Regions from separate parts of the Anser cygnoides genome. Here region 1 is linked to region 2. Evidence: chromatin contacts called from public Hi-C data. All regions are on one chromosome and are shown on one strand. The core of a region is the stretch at or near the end of the contact, and the rest is flanking DNA. Distances in the headings are between cores, read along the strand shown.

Evidence for each region. A called contact is a pair of places that touch in the nucleus more often than the background predicts.
Region 1: a contact with region 2 is called in a Hi-C map of liver, with 3 times the contacts expected there. The contact joins the promoter of FGF7 here to the enhancer-like site in region 2. A contact is called at or near these places in 2 of 7 Hi-C or Micro-C datasets (granulosa cells and liver).

Annotation. Positions count from the first base shown.
Region 1 is chr11:22,056,587-22,059,312 of Taihu_goose_T2T_genome, reverse strand. It overlaps FGF7 (fibroblast growth factor 7), which reads right to left and starts at 1,253. Exons shown (of 6, transcript XM_067003800.1): 1 at 1,055-1,253; 2 at 1-147. The coding sequence starts at 1,094. All of the region lies in intron 7 of FAM227B (family with sequence similarity 227 member B), which reads left to right. LOC125180699 (a long non-coding RNA gene) reads right to left here. Exons shown (of 4, transcript XR_007159493.2): 4 at 2,113-2,406.
Region 2 is chr11:21,971,975-21,974,711 of Taihu_goose_T2T_genome, reverse strand. All of the region lies in intron 3 of GALK2 (galactokinase 2), which reads right to left. Among named protein-coding and RNA genes, the nearest start is that of GALK2, 7.5 kb to the right of the region's middle. Within about 2 kb of position 1,346, at least 1 of the 3 cell types and tissues checked has open chromatin away from gene starts, as enhancers often do.

The DNA of each region.
Region 1 (2,726 bases), core at 4-2,503, 85 kb before region 2:
CAATCCTCATATACCACTGAGTTCGACAGAAAAGTCTTCTTACTCTTACATCCCCCCCTTCCATATAATCATAGCTTCTGGTATGTCGCTCAGGGCTGGAACAGTTCACATTTGTAGCCATTTGCTCTGGAGTCATGTCATTGCAAGCTAAAGATATAGTGCCCATTAGAAAGATAATGTAAAAGTATGATCTGTAGAGCAAAATTGGCAGGATCCATGTCAGTATCCATTTGTGCATTATAGTGCAGTGTTCTGGGTGTTCATGAACAACATAATGAAAATTAAATCTCAAGTAGACTGTTGCTCTTAGGTCACCGACCTGCCTTCTGTCTTTACGAGTTACAGATTCATTTAAATGAGATAGTTCCCTCTTCTAGAATTCTGATCGTTTATTCCTTAATAGTTAATGGTGAAATAGAAGAGCTTCTTAAAAATCTCTGCAGTCAGAATATCCTTTAAAGACACAAGTTATAAAAACCTTTGTTGTTGTGACCTTCTGTACTACTTGAATTTGCTGCTTGCACTGAAAGTAAAAGATCTGTGAGAAAAGGTTCAAGTGTAAGTCTTTATGCTCAATTGTTACAAACGTGCAAGGACACATTATGCTACTGAAAAGTACTATACATAAATGTATAACACGCTAAGCTGACTTTTACAAATATGCAAATATATATATACAATAGATATCTCTCATAACAATTTACGTAAACAGACATTTAAACTGATTGTAAACATAGTTCTGTCTCAGTCTTAAATCAGTCCAAAAATCCCATATTGATTCAGTTGAACGACTTTATCATGCATGGTAAAATTCTGCTGATTACTTCATACATATATCTTCACTATTAGCACAATCTATCAGATAACATTTCTCTAGTTCAAATTTCAAGACAGACTTCACAGTCTTAGCCTGTATTTTTATTCCTACATTTTTCAGTTTATTAAAAGAAATAGTTTTCATAATGTTTTTTAGCATCTAGCATATACAAATGAAGATAAAGGTTATTAGCTGTTAGAAACTGCTGAATGTTTCTGTAAAGGATAGATAACTTACTTGTTCCTGTTGATAAGAGCTGGATACCCAAGTATTCCATTTCTGTTGTCTGCTTTTTGCAACATGAGATACTCTGTTGTAGCTACAAACTTTCTCAGCTCAGAAAGACTCCACCAAAATTGTAATTGTTTCCATAAATCAACACGCTAGAGAGATGTGTGTGCTTATGAGTGCGCGTGCATGTGTGTGTTGAGTCTGTTGTTCAGTCCTTTTCGATAAATACCTTTGCTGACCTCACTTGGAAGCAATTAGAATTTAACCAGTCAGCTGTCAGTTGAATGCACGAACAAAAATAAAAGGAGACTTGCATTGTATCGTGTCCAATGGTCATCAGAGGGAGCTATGTACATAGTTTATACTTTAAATCTCCAAGAATCTACTTTCTAAAAGTACACATCCCATGATGTGTGGATAGAATTGCTTTGCGTGCTACTTAGTGTTTCTGTGCTTTGGTTTAGTTCAGTATTTTTCTGTCTTTAAAAAAATTTCTCCTCCTCTCTTTCATACACACACATTTATCTGTTTTCTTTGAAATCTTTTGTGCAGCTTGGTGGATTCATAGTCTGCTTATTGTATTTCTGGTGGGTATATGAAACATGTGGGTACATTATGTATTGTGGAGAGTGTGCTGTGACCATTATAGATTGTGCTGCATATTTTTATATCATGGACTTGAAAAGAGGAACGACTGCAAAAAAATCACTGAGACTTTCACTTGATTAGCCACTAGGGGAAAATGAGAATGCATATGTGGATGTTTGAAAGCCTGACATTTAAGCACAACTTTTATTAGCATGAAGGAAAAAGTGCTACTAGGAAACAGCCTTCCTTAACATAGGTAGAATCATAGAATATCTGAGTTGGTGGGGACCCACAAGGATCATTGAAGTAGTTACTGGTTTCTGAAACTCACAACATGAGAATGAAAAGGTGCAGTGATGGAAGTAAAGCCTCATACTTCAACCAATGGATAACCAGGAGGCTTAAACTTCCCAGAGTCAAAGACATGGGTAGATGTGCCCGGCTTTCTGCTTCTCTGTGCTTATATCCATCTTTGGCATCAGTCTGCTATCCGAAGTCTATGTTCTGTTTCACCCTTAAATTCTGTCGAAATTCTGATGAATGTATTTGTAAAACATATAGAAGCTAGGTTTTCAATAGCTCTTTATCTTGTCTAATTTCCACGCTTAATGTGAATACGCTTCAGACCCTTCTGCAGAATACTAGTAAGAAGGAAAGTTTGGAATTAATTCATGAATCAAGAATGGTTTACCTACCTTTAATTGCCTGTACTTGATATAATAATGCTGTTTATCATTACCTGCTTTTCTTCCATCGCCACTCCTCCCACTCTGTAGAAATAGGTAACAGTTACTTCTTAGAAATTGAAGCAAACTGTAGAGGCAGTTAAATAACAGAGTACATACGTGCCACCTTGTGGTGAGGGGGACATAAGTGAAATGTTCTTTTCACTGGAATGGCCCAAAATAATCATCAAAGGTGTACAAGACCAGGCAACCTTGTATTACTCAGGCTTTTCCGTACACAAACACAGAGAATGAGTCGTTTCCTTCCTTCAAGTCCTCAGCTTCCTTCTTAGTGTTCAGCTGGGCTAATCCAATTTGTCACTTGCTTTAAATTATCTTTTTTAACTATTTATACTCATAATCCA
Region 2 (2,737 bases), core at 97-2,596:
CCCAGTCTGTATCTGTAAGCTATATAGGTTGGTGACGTGCTGTTTTTATTTTTGTCCAAAATAATACTGCTAGTTACTACCTGTAAAAAAATACCAGTGTGAAGGTGTCTTTATCAGTAAAGTATTCTGTTCCCTATAGAGAACCTGTTAGTCATACTAATATAAAGCATCTTACAATGATATAATTGTCTTCAAATAATGGCTGAAAACTTCACTTTATTGTGATGCAGTTAAAGGCTGCAATTTTTGTGTTTATGCAAACATAGGTTCTAATGCTAGCTGTGTTGTAGTAAGATACTCCACTTGTATTGCCAATCTACAGCCTATTCCCAGGTAAATGCTACAAGACAGATATCACATTTCAAATATCAACTTAGAATTAATATTTTCTCAGTTATACATTCACTTTCAATATTCAGTACAGTGCAGAAACATCAGAGATTGCTATACAGTTTAACATATAAGTTGCTATCTTCCCATCCAAATTGTTCAAAATAGTGCCACTTACAGGACTTCATCAACAATGCAGCACTGAAGAATTGTAGCAAGTTAACTGCAAAATACTGGGGATTGTAGAGTAACAAAAAGATCTGAAAGGGAGTGTGGAGATTACAATACAAGTAAAGTTCAAGGATAGCAGTAAATTCTTCCAATTTGAGATTCACGTGTCTTCGGAACAATCTTCCAGAGAATAAAACAAATTGTTTTTGTTACGGCTTTTGAATATAATCAAAAAGCAGAAGTACAGTAGAAAATGACTGTCAAAAGTAATGAAGAATAAAATAATCCTCTGTTTACTTATGTTTGTTTTCTACAATAACCTTAAATTATTATTTTAAAAAAGTAAGATGCTGGAAATCAATGTGTAAAAGTGATTATCATACAGTGAATTTAAAGTCCTCTTTTCCTCAAAAAAGGGTCCTAAAATATTTTATCTGCATAATTCTTTGCATGCAATCAGACAAAGTTAGAATGTAATGAACAAAAAGACATATACTATGGTATATATTTGCTGGTTCTGTGGATAAATGAAAATAACTACTTCTTAAAGTGCATTTTGTAGATTTCTGTAATCTCACATAGAAAAAGAAAGAAAAGTTGGCTGTGAACTTGGCAAGTTTCACATGCACATAATTCATACAAACACAGGATGTGGAATTGGCAAGGTCCCCAGAAACCTTAAGTCTTTTTGCTGTTGTTATCACATTCAATTTGTTACAAAAACTCATTCCTAAATGCCCGAGCTATCTTAAATCAGAAAATTTTCAATCTTGCCTTCAGCCCTCCTACTGGAAGGTAGGAAGTTTGATATAAGTACTTTGTGAAAACAAGTAGAATAAAAAATAGGGGAAAACATCCCCTTGAGATAAAAATACCTTGATATTGTCTGTCCCAACCTTTCCATTTTAAAGGACTTGTGGTAAGGCTTTCCCTCCTCCAGGGCTAGATATAAGCATTTTAATTGGTCTGTATAATTAGAAGAGGTGAGTTTCTTGAATAATGTGGAAAAAAAAATGTGGTTGAGATGTTTTTCCTTGCTTGAGTAGTAATTAATCCTTACTTCTGGGAGACCAATTTGGCTTTTTCACACAGAGCCTCATTGTCTCAGCAGTTTCTTAGTTTTTCTGTTTGAACTCTCTGTAAAAAATCTAATTTTTTTTTTAAAGATTTTCAGGTCATTCTGTGAGATGGAATGGTAATTGATAATTATCGTGCTTTGACATTTCTGAAAGCATTTTGAGATGTGTGATGTCAGATACTCTCTGTACAAGTCTTTCTCAATTAAAAAGGTGCTGTGTGAAGAGGAGTTATCTGGATCTTCAAGAGACTTTAACTTTTGAATACCATTTTAGCCCAAATAATATTTAAAAGCATCTGATCAGTTGAGATGCTTTATGATGAAAAACAAAGTTTTTGTTTGTTTGTTTTGTTTTTGCCACCTATTCTCTGTTCTGTTTTTCCTAAAGTTAATATGAATAATCAGGGTGGATGAGGGCTACAGAACTGTTACATGTTACATGAACTGGTAAACAGTTCACAAAACAAGAATGAAATAGGTAACAGTGATTCTACAGAGGCTTATGGTTAGCCCTTGCTAGCCAAAGGCCTATATATATGCATGCATTCACTACAGGCATAAACATCTAGCAGTGGAACAGGCTGGGGGAAAAAAAGATATATTGTCAACAATTTTGTTATGTGGTATAACATTCAAAGTATTGAAAAATATTTCTTTGTTATGAAATTATGGGCATGTTTTAGCTTTGTTTTTAAGCAACAGTGTCTCAACAAAACAGAGAATGCTTAATGCCATAATCTGAAACCTTTTCTTGGTTTATGGTTTAAAACATATGATTTTAAACTGAAAACAAGGCATACATAAAAATACAGTGACTGTGCACACAATTTGAATTCAAAGGCTGTAATTCTAGATCTGGTAAGAACTGTATGTGCCTCAGAAGGCTATTTTAATTGCCATGTAATGAGCCAAAGCTCAAAAACCACATAAATATATTTACCTTTTGGTTACTGCTTTATTTAGCAGCCTTTGTAATAACTTTCCCTAATCAAAGCTGTTACAATTCTGAAACTCTTGTCTCTTGCAAAATGGTTTTGCAACAAAGTTGAAGCCCCATTGCAGGTTTCTATCACAGAAAAGTAAAGTCTTCCACTTCCTTCCCCCCACTCATCACTGTATGTTCCCACTGTTTACCCTGAGTCAGCTTTTGTGCTGAAT